Linked DNA regions of Mus musculus: regions 2 and 3 are each linked to region 1. The links are chromatin contacts, called in public ChIA-PET and HiChIP or PLAC-seq maps. All regions are on one chromosome and are shown on one strand. The core of a region is the stretch at or near the end of the contact, and the rest is flanking DNA. Distances in the headings are between cores, read along the strand shown. Region 1 overlaps Runx2 (runt related transcription factor 2). Region 2 has its middle 47 kb from the start of Gm41582. Region 3 has its middle 2.9 kb from the start of Gm35204.

Region 1 (4,166 bases), core at 823-3,322:
TTATAAACACATGCTTTATAGAACTACACTTTAATCATTAACAATGATTTTGCTGCATACTAAAGTATGAGCTAGATACTCCTCATGTATCTCTTTTAGGAGACCATCTTCCCTGGGGTTCCTAAATAATACCCAGTGGAAAGCAGAAAATGGAAGTGGTCACACATGACACGTGTTCACTTCGATGGTTAATGACATGTTCAACCTGATAGAGGTACAGGTGGCTGCCTCCTAAAAATTTGACACTCAGAAACAACGACTGTAACAATGGAGTCGACTTCAGCCACCTACATCTATTTGCAGAACATCTTAAGGCATCAATAAACACTTTAAAGTACAGATCAGAAACTCCAGAAGTAGCCCTTTAAGAAGTGTGTCTTCTCTAGCACACAGGACAGTATTCAATTTGGCCCTGGAACTATGCGGATGTTTCTTAAATCTTTTATTTAATAGTCAGGAGTTGTACGTAGGATCCTGGGAGAGCTACTTTATTTTTCTGGCCCTCGGTTGCCACAACAATACTGCCTACCTAAAAGCCCCATTGTGAAGGATTGTGACTTAACCTCATTGGAACAGTGCCTGGCTCGTGATATGCAACAATAAATGATAGCTAATAAGAATCCAATCAAATAGAAACTACAAAGACTAAGTCCAGGATAATATTCCATCATACTTCCTGAAGAAATCAATGACCTATTTATTCATTTATCACCAAGCCCTAGGCATTACTGAAGACAATAGGGACACAACGATGAATATAACATGGCCTCAGAGTTTGAAAAATGGAAAATCTGATGCAAGAGACAATGTGTGGTCAAGTCGTTGTCCCCACATGGAACGTGATGTAATGGAGTGTTGCACAAGGTGGCAAGGGAGCCTGACTCAGTGAGTGGACCAGAAGAGGCCTGGCAGAGGCATGGCAATTGGCCCAAGTCTGGAAAAAAGAATGTCTGGGGGAAAACAATAAACAGAAGGATATGCCAGGAAAAAGTAGGGATATGGTGGCATATTACTAAAGAGACTGTGAGTGAACTGTCAGATGAGCGGCACGCACATTCCACGAGGAGAAAGCCACTGTAAAGGATACAATGGCCCATCTAGTAGATACCCAAGAATCTAGTCCTGCCTGAGGGTCTACTGAAAATGGAAGTCATACCAGAAACAAACAAACACTATCCTAAATACTTCCAGCATCTACATTCATGGAAAATTAATTTTCATTTAGTATTTAACTAACAACTCATACCCTTCTCCAAGTCTTCCCCCACACCATAAAATGATATCCCTGTTCTCCAGCTGCCCAGGTAAAAAAGCTCCAAGTTCTACACTCCCTGTAGTGTCATTAGATCAGCCCCTGGAGCAGCACCTTGACCATAAGCCTGCTTCTACCGTTGGCCCATGGGATGCATGCACCCTATACAGAGCACCCGAAGGTGGCATGTAAACATGTCGGTGATTAGAGAACACCCATCCCTTGGTTCCTATCCTTCAGTGGCCCCATCCTCTGAGGTCCTCCATAGCTTTGCCACGGCCTGCTTTTCTGAGTCTGCTCATTCTCAAGAGTCCTCCCACCTGCATGAGTCCTCCCACTGCTTACGTGCTGCTCCTCACAGGCCTGTCTCCAAAGATTCCTTCCCCAACTTTACAATCGAAATTAGTTGCTTCCCTTCCTCCTAAGTTGCTCTCTGTACTAAGTGCTTCATTTTCTGCTCCTGGACACTTATTTTGAAACGATGTCATGTGTACTCGTTCTACTCCTTTATTGGCTGTAAATGTCACTGAAATGTAAGCTAATGAGAGAGGACCAGGCCCTCTTATAAAAACATATTTGCACAGAAGATTACATGAAGTAGACTGCAGATATAAAACACTGCATTTTCAAAATTTCATAAAAGCCATTGCAAAAACTGCATCTATTTGATTCACTTACAACAGTGCCTAGCAAAACATTAAGCCTCAATTGACTTCCTGCATAAATGATTAAGAGAAAAATATCAGTATATACTGTCCTTCCAGTGATGAGATCAAAATTCCATCCCACAGAGCCCAAGGGCATGAATCACCAGAATTACTTTTACGTACAACTGTGTCATACAGAGAATTTACAGTGGCAGCTGTCATGAGAAGCGCCTCCTAGCATGGCATCTTCAACCTCCAAAACCATTGCCACATGCTGAGTCAAAGGGGGTTGGCATTTGCAACAGGCTAGGTGTTTCCTGGTGCCAAGAGACAGGCAGCAGATGTCAGAATGATAAAAAAGAGTTGGGGAGGAGGCAACTTCCTCAGGAAGCTGTGGGGAGGCCCTGGTCCCTCAGGCAGAAAGAACATGAGCCATCAAAGACATCAACAGAGCGGCACCACCGGCCTGGCACAGCAGAGAAGCCAGCCCACCATATGGCTGGAACCTTTGGCCCTAGGAACTGCAAGAGACATTAGAAAAGGCTAATTATGAACCACTAAGCACTAACTATTTCCTTGAACTTCATTTTGCTGTGCTGGGACTCTGAAGAAGTCATCTGCCTTTGATGTTGGGCAAGACGAAGAACTTCAGATGCGCATACAACCATGACCACTGTGTGCTGTGAGGGGGTAAACACCTCAAGAGAACCAAGCTAACAAGAGAGAATCAGGCTCTGTGACAAACATCCTTGAACAGAGAATTACATGAACTAGAATGCCGATAGGAAATGCCAAGAAGTTACCACTCTAGGCAAGTCTCAAGAATGTGAGTTCTGCAGCTCCTTCTAGTATGAAACCAACTGGTTTAACAGCAGAGAATTATATAGAAATGTGGTTTCTGCCATAGTTCACTTTCAGGAAACAAGAATGGCCTGGATAAGAAATTAGAAAGCACGGTCCATGCTAACAAGAAAATCATGATACAGTTCTGCTGTTTTTGCACCTATTTCTTCTCTATTGGATTCTCATCAAGTCTACATTTAGTGAGACTCTTTGCTTCAGAGAAGTCCACACCAGCCAATGGAGAAAAACAGATACACAGAAGCTGAGAAACAGTGGCATTCCCACAAATGCTCAGAGAATGGAAAGGAGCTTTTGGAGAAAGGCTCTTCCCAGGAAGATAATGAAGAGATCTGGGGAGGAATTCCACCTCCTCAGTAGACTGACTACTATGAAAAGCATGGTGCGTGAGGGCCAAGATCCAAATGAGCCTCTTTGGCTAGAGTAGATGAAGAAAAGCACTTTTCCCTGCTCTCTGCCCTGCCAAAGATGGGCTCTCTGCATGTGCTGGGATCAAAAGCACACTTAGTAAATAAACAAGAAGGTGAATCCTGAGATTCACCCATGATGTAGCTACTGTCCTGGGTGTTCCTGGATTTCCTGCTTGTCTAGTTTCAAAGACTCGGCATACCCTTTACTACTTGCAGGCATCTTTGTCCCCGCATCCTCGCAACAACATGAGGACATTTAAAGAACATCCACACAACCAAGAGCAGAGCATGTCCAGATACACCTGTACACCTTTGCTTTGGGAGGCTGGAGAAAAAGCTATCATGACCAAAAGAGGACAATGAAGAAAACTGTGAAAACAACTGATCCTTAATTGGCCCACCAATACCAAAGCCCCCCATGTGAAGGACCAGTATCTTATAAGACAGACTTCTAGGATGCTATCAATACCTGTGGAATGCCATAATTTCATTTTAAGAAATGGACCCAGGGAATATTAGCTGTCCTGCTGCTTCTAACATGCCAAGCAACTGCGAGCAAGGAGCTCAACCTTCCTGACCCTCTCAAGAGGGATGGTAGTGGAGAGATACTGCTGCCAACTGGAGGTGAACCTATTCTGCAGAAGGGGAGGTCAAACTCCTGATCTTCGCAGATGCTCTGCCCCCCCATAAGTCCCTGCTTTCTCAGAAGCTTACTCACACGTCTGCATGCAGGGATGCTGTTAAAGGTAGCCCCTCCCCCACTGCCTTTCCAATGTCTGGCTCAAGGATGTCTAAAGTACCTTTAGGTTCTCGGCTTTCTTGTTGTTGTTTGTTTTGTTTTGTTTGTTTGTTTGAGGCGGGGTTTCTCTGTATAGGTTTCTCTGTTCCAGGGCTGTCCTGGAACTCACTTTGTAGACCAGGTTGGTCTCGAACTCAGAAATCCGCCTGCCTATGCCTCCCAAGTGTTGGGATTAAAGGCGTGCGCCACCACTGCCT
Region 2 (4,491 bases), core at 1,496-3,995, 560 kb after region 1:
CTGCAGCCAAAGTCAGAATAAGGAAGTGTCAGCTTCCGAGTACATTTGAGATGCTCATTTCGGATTTCCGGACTTCATTCCATCTTCCTAACCACCTTGTGGACTTGGGTGCGGTTTTGTTTTTGCTTTGTTTTCCTCTTCGCCATTATACAGACAAAGAAACTGAGGTGCTCAGGGAAGGCTGAGAACTACCTCATAAGTGAGCTCTTTATTTTCTTTGAATGTTTATTTGACCTCATATCTTACAGCCATGCTGCAGTTTCCCCTTCCTCCAAGCCTCTCCCCCTACACCTTAAGGCTTTCTGCAAGTTTGAGGCCAGCCTGGGCTATGTGATAAGTTCCAGGCCATCCAGGGCTAAATAATGAGATCTATTTCAACAAAATGAAACTGAGGGGCTGGAGAGATGGCTCAGCAATTAAGAGCACTGACTGTTCCTTCAGAGAACCCAGGAGTTGATTCCCAACACCTACATGGCAGTTCGCATGTTCCAGGGCACTCTAAGCCCTCTCTGGCCTCTGTAGGAAGGAGACACTACAGCAGCAGAGTAGTTAATGCCCCGGTGCCTTCCTGAGATGCCCAGTGGGGGATGGAGGAGATCTGCCCTGCCCCTTGCCCCCACCCTCCCATTCCCTCACCCCACCCCCACTTCTACCAGAAAAGCTCTCTGTGACCACACTGTCACCTCCTGTGGGGCGAGGGGGGGAGGCGACAGAGGCACTGCACCACCTGCTCAACTATGGAGAGGGATTTATTGAAGTGTTCAGTAAACAGTAGGCCAGACCCTACCCATGTGGAAAGAGTCAAATTCTACCCAGCTTGCTAGTTTGTGGGTACCTGGGACTCAGTGCTACTCAAAGAAACCCTGCTATGTCTGGAAGCTCCCCTGCCTTGCAGAGAGGGCACAGAGTACTGCCTGAGCAGGACATGGGCCATGCTCCCAGCAGTCTTTGCACCTGCAGCACCATGATTTAGTGAGGGCTGTCAGGGATTATAGAGTGGCGAACCCGCTAGCATCCGCAGGGCTCTCATGAATGGGGCCTTGTGCTCGGCTCCCTCTTGCTTCGTGTTTCTTGGAGCCAGCACAAAGGGAGCTATTTTGGGACAGGGTCTAATATTTGACTGTTGCAGGATGAAAATAGTGGGCCTTGAGTTTATTAATTTTGTAACTTTCTTTTTCTGTCTCTTCTTCCTGCCTCACCTCACCCCCTGCCACTCCCACTCTGGGCACCCTGATCCAGGCGGTGCCCTTACCTGTGGCTGGCCCTGCTTCCTCAGCTGTGTGTGAGTCACCGCTCCCTCAGTACCTGTAGCTACAAATCCCGGATGAACGGTCACCGGAAGCCCCAGCCTGTGAATCCAGGGCTGTGGGCCAACTTCTGAGCCCCATGAGCCAGGCAGATTTAGCATCCGACTCACAACCGAATCCTTCTTGATCCCAGTTAATTTTCTGAGGGCAGTCTTAATGGGGGTGGGGTTGGGGCTTCTGGGTTAGTGGTATTCAGGAGTGTTGCAAACATTTTATCTAGAAAAGAAAATGGTGGCCTGGAGAGACAGTTGCTTTCCGTTGAGGGTATATTGGTCACCATGCAAAGGGAAGCCCTCTTGGTTGGGAAAAGGGTACCTAGTGGGCTAGCCTCTGGCCTGTAAACAGGATTCTCTTTGTACAGTAATCATTCCTGTCATTACCAAGCAAGGCTTCATTCCCCACAGCCCGGACAAATGCAGAGCCCTTCGCCACCCACGAAAGAAGCTACTAGTAATTTTCAGCATTTTTTAAAAAAAGATTTATTTTATATTTAAATACTTGCCTGTGCCTGTGGAAGCCAGACATGTTGGATCCCCTGGAGCTAGCGTTACAGGTGACCGTGAGCTGCCTAAAGTGGGCACTTGCAACCAAACTCAGGTCTTCTGTGCTATCTCTCTGGTCCCAGGGTTCTGCCATGTTTTAACATCCCTCTACACCCTTCACAGCAGTCTGGAGCAGAGCTGTGAATCTCACAGGATTGTTCGACACAGGCAGAAGGAGGAAAAAAAAGCCTATCGTGAATTAAACTTTCCCCAACACTAACTCCCTCCCCGCACTATAAGGGATCATGTTGTTGGCAACACACAGATTCTGAGCCCTCTGAAGGAACACTGTAAGTAGACGGAAAAATACAAGGATGGGTCCCTGGAGGTGCCCAGGTAGAAGTGTTGAGTTTTGATGTTCACCAAACAGTACTGGGCAAGGCAGCCTTCAACAAAGTAGGCCTTTGTGGCTGTGTAACACTGCTCTGAACCGAATTTACCACAGACCACAGGGACAGGCAACTCAGAGGCATGGGGAAGAAGCAACACAGGAGCCCTGCTCTTTGGTGCCCTTCCATAGGTGGTGGCTACTAAGATGGGCGTCCGGACTGACCCTAGAAAGCCCCAGGGAGACACTTCCTGGAGCTGGCTTAGGAGCTTTGTCGCTGGGGGGCTGGTGTGTTGGGGGTGGTGTTGAGTGTGAGGAGAGCACACTTGTGGCTTAGCTTCCTGGTGATTGCTACAGAGGGAACTGAGTTGACTATAGTGTCCCATAAGTCAGCCATCCCAGAAATCTGAGGGTAAATATAGCTGCAGACTCACCAACCCTGGCTGTCCAACCACCCAGTGGATGGGAATAAGGGCTGGAAATGCTGAGTTTCGTGGTCTCCTCTTCCTTCCGGTGGTGGGAGGTTCTCAGAATAAGAAGATCTGGGCTTTGGATTTCCCCCAAGGGTTTCTCAGTACTTCCTGGCCCTGCCGACTCAGCCTCCTCGGGGTTTGAGCACCTCTCAAGGAGACCATGGAGTCTGAGAGGGGGTCAAGAGCAGCCAGTGGCATGGGGCTCAGTGACCACTGAGAGCAGGCACTGGTTAGCCACATCCCATGCACACAACATCCTGTCATCAATGGCACAAGGCCTCAGCCTGGATCTGCCTGGGCCGCTTTCTACTCATCCTATGCTTTTCTCTTTCCTGACTGAGGCTTTCACCCCACATTTTTCCTTTCCTGCCCTGGTAGGGAGCTGCCAAGTCCATGCATGGTCCAGGTCCCCCTCCTGGGGTGTCAGCCCATGCACCCTCCATCTGACCAGAACCATGAGTCACTGCACCAGACTTCCCAGGTTTGTCTGGTATGGTTTTTGCACAAATGTTCTGGGAAATGTGAGAACATGGGCCTTCTCCATTGATGGCAGAAAGCTGCGCTACCTTAGACTGGGATAAAGACACATTTGCGCCAAATGCAAATCTAAGTTCTAGAACTTGCCCAAGGGAGGAAACTGCCCAGCCCAGTGTTCATACAATAGACTCACTGAGGCTAACAAAGTGGGGAGGGTCATGGTGATGTGTGTCTATAAGCCCAACACTAGGGAGGTAGAGATTCAAGAGTTCAAGGCCAGCCTGAACTGTTTGAGATTGTCTTTAAAAAAAAGATTAGAATGATAAAGGAGCTGGGTGTGTTGGCACACTCTTGTAATGCCAACTTCAGAGTGAAGCCGATCTCATGTCAGCAACCAAGGACAGACTCACATTTGAATCGAAGATGTGGGCAGCTCTACGTAGCCTTGCTCACAGGAGAATACAACTGGAATGCACTCCTATTGAGGAGACAGAGCCTGCAGAAGCAGAAAGCAGCCCTCATCCTTCAATAGACTGCTCAGGAAAGAGCTGAGATCAACCCAGTTCCTTCCAAGTAAGAAGGAAGGAGGGAGAGAGAGACAGCCCACTTCCCTAGATCATGGGCGTCCTCTGCCAGACTCTTGCTAACAAGTTTTGGGGAAGAAAATAAAACAGCAGCAACAACAAACAACAACAACAAACCAGTGTTAGGAAAAAAATAAATCCCACTTGGAACCTTGAGCTTCATTCATTCAGGCCCAATTAGAAACCGCACCTCTGCAGCCAAGTCAAACCGTCACATCCCATGGCAATCTTGTCTTAGTCACCGTCTGTCCCTCCAGAGAAGCCAATAAAACAATGACAGGAATTCAGCGATAATCTCTCCCTATAGCTTTTATTTCCCGAGTTTTCCAGAATTCTCCCTTGTGAGATATCCAAGTCTGTGCTCTCCTTATCCCTGAGCCCGACCAAGGCAGCCCAAAAGGCTTTCCATATATGTCAGTCTCCCCCTGCCTGATTCTATTATGCAGATCAAAGCTCCAGAACTGAATCCTGGGGTTTTGTGTCAGCGTCAGCAAGATCAAAAGGTCCTTGGAAGTGAGCAACCCCAAGGAGCTGCGGGCCAACCATGCTCCATATAGGCCTCTGGCATTTCCCCACCACCACAACTAGATAACTGGCCCAGTGTACAGGAAGGGGCTTAGAGCCCATGCCATCCAAATCAGAGCCTTGTTTACTTTCCCGGCTTCAACTGTCTCTACCAAGTCCTGACAGGACACAGGTGCAGCACATGTGTACATATACACACACATATATGCACAAATATCAGTGCTCATATACATACACACATGTGCAGACACAGCA
Region 3 (4,215 bases), core at 174-2,673, 640 kb after region 1:
GCAGCTCAGCAGCTGCTCAGCAAGTACCATGTGGTCACCACTTGCCTGGCTGCAAATACATCCAAGGACTCCACCTCCCTGCCTCGAGTAGACACTGCCAAGACTAGGCATTGCCTCCTACACCAGCGTCCCAAAGTCCTGCCTCCCAGGACCGTTGACCATCACCCTGCACCCTGGCACTAGAACACCTCAGCTCATCTGGGAGCTGATTCCCCTAAATTCAAGGACCTTCCTGAACCTTGTTGCATCTCTCCAACCTTTCCAGGAAGAAAGGCTATGTGCATGTGCGTGTGTACGCATGCGCGTGTGTTTGTGCGTGCATGTGTGTGCGTGTGTGTGTGTGTGTATGTAGGTATATACATATGCATATGGATGTCCTACACATATATGTATGTGTGTATGTATATATGTATACACGTATATCATATATGCATATATATGTGTGTGTGTGTGTGTGTGTGTGTGTATGTATGTATGTATATCATGTATGTTCACCATCACACTTAATTTCCACAGAGAAAAAGGTCGTTCTCTTCCCTTGGCACAGGGCTAAGATACAGAGGTCAGAGTTATGACCAAAATGTTCCACAGTAGTGACAGAGGTTCTCTTGGGCCTTGAGCAAGTGAAGCAATACGTGCAGGAAGAAACCCATGAGAGAAACCAGAAGGCCCCAGAGAATTACAGAAACCTTCACAGTGTCTTGGAATCTGCAGACTAGCTGGGCTTTCCTGCCCAGCCAAGGTCCTGTGTACTGCATCCAGGTAGCCATCTTGGGCTACATTAAGTAAAGAGCTACAGTGATCTGCATGGGGTCACCAAGTATTGGAACTAGTCACCCCAACCGCCATGGGGCTGGCCTCAGGCTGTTTCCTCTGAGTTGGGTAGCTAAGGTCCCTCATGAAGATGGAGGCATTTTGGGACCTTGTTCCTCCTCGACAGGCCTGTAAGATGTTCCCACTCCTGATTCTCCCACAGTGTCCCATCTTGGCCTGGGTTCTAATCCCCTTTTCAGTACATTTCATCCCTAACCTTGAATTTTCTAAGGTCTTTTTTCCATATTATAATAGTAATCATATTTTGATTTAAAAACAACAACAACAACATCAGGACACTGGCAACCTCTAGAGATGCAAGGGGAACTTGGAACAGCATCTCAGATGGTGGTGCAAACAAGGAACGTGTGTGCTTTGGCATTTCTCAATGCATGCCATTTATCTCAGTAAAATGTGATTTTGAAGCTGAGGACATTGCCCTCCACTGAGTTGGCTAAAGACTGCAGTGAGTGGAGATCCTGCAGGAAGAGAAATCTGCCTTCCGCTGTGCCCCCCCACGCCCACCACCGCTGTGCCCTCCTGTGGCTGGTGCACCTGCTCCCACGGCTCGGGACCAGGCTCCTATCTGGAGGTCCCACTTTCTTCTCCTCCCTGGCCACTCCTCGAAGTTTCTCTTCCCCTGCCTGCCCTCAGATCTCCCCACAGCCCACAGCCCTTCATACGGGCCTCTTCTATTCTATCTTTGACCAAAGTTGCTGACTTTCGGTTCTTGGTATTCAGATGTAGTTCTCTCTCTCTCTCTCTCTCTCTCTCCCTCTCTCTCTCTCTCTGCCTCCAAAACCCCTTTCTGGGTGTTGGTGACAGTCCATCTTAAGGCCACATGAGGTTGATATGACTGAACCTTGGCTCAGAAGGAGATGGGGGCGTTGGAGGGACCAGGACTTGAACCGATGGAGTGGCAGGGGAACAGTCAAGGTCACAGAATTGTGCGATGGGGGAGTGTTTGAAATAAGTGAAATTCCAATAAAAAGCCAGTGTGTGTGTGTGTGTGTGTGTGTGTGTGTGTGTGTGTGTGTGTACTGTTATCTGATTGTAAATTCCACATTGAAAAATCCAGACAACTCCAGAAAAGGGAGAAATGAGGGTCCCATCGTCCTGCCCCACCTGACACCCACAGCTGCTTGTTGTTCTGAGGCTGTAGACTGGGATATAAATAGATTAGCAGATGGCACACGGTGGGGGGGGGGGGGCACAGAAGTGGTCCGCAGGATGTAAGTAAGCGGTTTTTCAAGTCATGGATTTAAAAGCCAGGGTTATTCAACCTTTAGGGATGCTGAGACAGGAGGATGAGGAGTTCAGGGTTATCCTCAGCTACTTAGTAAGTTCAAGGCTATCCTGTGGTACATGAGACCCTGGCTCAAAACAGGAAAATTATTTGTATTGCTTTAAATATCTTTAGGACATGTTAATTGTACAAAGTGAGTGTTTTCGATGTGGCATGTCCACTCACGCACTATAGTCTGCTTTTACCCCCTGACCCCTCGCCACTGGCTTTTCCTTCCTCTCTCCTCGGCCCTAGTCAGTTCGTCTTTGATATTAAGAGTTTGAAATCTAACAGAAATTTTGTACCTATTATAGCCAATGTCAGTTTGAAATAATGGAGAAAACATGGGATTTGAGAAATAAATTAATATCATCAAAATTTTCAACTATATGAAAAAAATCCCAGGTCTGCATCCTGTCAGCAACCTGGCTGAAAGTAACATGGACTCAATTAGAAAACTCAACAACCATCAAAGAGGGAGATAAAACTGTTAAAGTGTTAAAGAAAGGAGGGGGGAGAGTGGTGAGAAGGGAGGGAGAAGGAGAGAAGGAAAAGGAGGAGGGATGGGGAAGAGGTTGGGAGAAGGAGGGAAGGGAGGAGAGAGAGAGAAGGAGAGAGAGAAAAGGAGGGAGGGGGAGGAGGGAGAGAGGGGAAGGAGGGAGGGGAAAGGAGAGAAGAAGAGGGAGGGAGGGGGAGGACGAGAGAGGGAGGAGGGAGGAAGGGAAACTTTTTACAACCTTATGGGCTGAGGGTGGCCCAGCTGAGCGGGTCTGCCACACAGACACAAAGTTGGGCCTTCAGCACCTATGTAAAAATCCAGGAAGAGCAGCTGGCACCTGAGATCCCAGCACTGGGGAGGCAGAGACAGCAGGCAGGAGGATCCCTGCGGTTTGCTGAGTCATGAACTCCAGGGTTAGTGAGAGACTCTGCCTTGAAAGAAAGTGGAGAAGAAACTGAGAAAGACACCCTAAAGCAAGCATGAGTCTCTGACTTCCATACAAGTACACACACATACACAGAGGGGGGAGGTGGAAAGGGAGGAAAGGAGAGGAAAGGAGAGAGAGGGAGAGAGGGAGAGAGGGAGAGAGGGGGAGAGAGAGAGAGAGAGAGAGAGAGAGAGAGAGAGAGAGAGAGAGAGAGAGAGAGAGAGACTCTAAGTCCAGAGGAATATCCAGATTATCAAAACAGATGATTTTAATGTGTGGAAAATCAAAATTTTTTATGCATGGCAGACACCCCAAAAAAGAAACCCCGAAATATCAAAAAGCATTCTTTGGAAAGTTTTGTTTTGTTTCTAATTTTCCATGTTTTCATTTATGCACAAATGAGTGTAGTACCTATAGAGGCCAGAAGAGGGCAACAGACTACTCCCCAGATTTAGGTGATTGTGTGGCAGAAGGTGCTGGGAAGCTAACTTGGGTTCTCTGGAAGAGCAACAAGTATTATTAACCACCTGGTCATCTTTCCAGACCAAAGAAAAGTATTTCTATAAACTAACTAAATATATCAAAATAGCAATGATTTCCACTGTAGCTCAACTCTTGATTAAAAAATAATAATAAAAGCAAGTCTTTCTGATAGATAAAGGGTTTTAACAGATCAGTAGGTAGAGGTAAGCAATGCAATACAGAAATAGGCAAACCATGGGGAAGAATGGGGCCTGTTCCCCAGAGTGCTCATGAGAGGGAAAGGATACATCTGCAGGGCAAGGATGAGGCAGGTCTCAATCTAGGGTGTTTGTGGCAGCAGCTTCCCTTTCATCTCAAAGGCTTGCTTCTAACTGAAGCAACAGGCTCCGTCCATCAATAAAGCCATCAAGACCTTATGGTCTCCAGGGTTACTGGGGTCTGCAGGTCGAAGAGGCTTTCTGACACAGACACAGCCTAGACACAGAGCAGCTTTCTGTTCCCGGATGGTAAGAATCGGCCTCCAGGGAGAGGGATATTGACAATGGCTCCCTCCTCCCCATTGGGTTCCAATGGCAAATCAAACTACGATCCCTGAAAACTTCACCCTGGGGGAAACAATGAGTTTATTGGTCTTATTTACAGAGCAAGGGTAAGGGGTAGCTTCCTAGAACATGGATGACCCAAAAGCAGCTCTTGAATGCCTTTACC

The links. ChIA-PET counts read pairs in DNA pulled down with a chosen protein or histone mark. HiChIP or PLAC-seq counts read pairs in DNA pulled down with a chosen protein or histone mark.
Region 2: an RNA polymerase II ChIA-PET map of memory CD8 T cells shows a contact between it and region 1, with 8 read pairs. The contact joins two enhancer-like sites. A contact is called at or near these places in 1 of 484 Hi-C or Micro-C datasets (nephron progenitors), 3 of 115 datasets of contacts at active chromatin or transcription factors (embryonic fibroblasts, embryonic stem cells and memory CD8 T cells) and 1 of 9 other capture datasets (embryonic stem cells).
Region 3: a contact with region 1 is called in an H3K27ac HiChIP or PLAC-seq map of large pre-B cells, with 4 times the contacts expected there. The contact joins two enhancer-like sites. A contact is called at or near these places in 2 of 115 datasets of contacts at active chromatin or transcription factors (large pre-B cells and memory CD8 T cells) and 1 of 9 other capture datasets (embryonic stem cells).

What each region holds. Positions count from the first base shown.
Region 1 is chr17:44,652,484-44,656,649 of GRCm38.p6, forward strand. All of the region lies in intron 4 of Runx2 (runt related transcription factor 2), which reads right to left. Among named protein-coding and RNA genes, the nearest start is that of Runx2, 82 kb to the right of the region's middle. Within about 2 kb of position 2,073, at least 94 of the 459 cell types and tissues checked have an H3K27ac peak or open chromatin away from gene starts, as enhancers often do. A contact at or near this core is called in memory CD8 T cells, where this site is marked.
Region 2 is chr17:45,214,551-45,219,041 of GRCm38.p6, forward strand. No RefSeq gene overlaps it. Among named protein-coding and RNA genes, the nearest start is that of Gm41582, 47 kb to the right of the region's middle. Within about 2 kb of position 2,746, at least 23 of the 459 cell types and tissues checked have an H3K27ac peak or open chromatin away from gene starts, as enhancers often do. A contact at or near this core is called in memory CD8 T cells, where this site is marked.
Region 3 is chr17:45,293,103-45,297,317 of GRCm38.p6, forward strand. No RefSeq gene overlaps it. Among named protein-coding and RNA genes, the nearest start is that of Gm35204, 2.9 kb to the right of the region's middle. Within about 2 kb of position 1,424, at least 18 of the 459 cell types and tissues checked have an H3K27ac peak or open chromatin away from gene starts, as enhancers often do.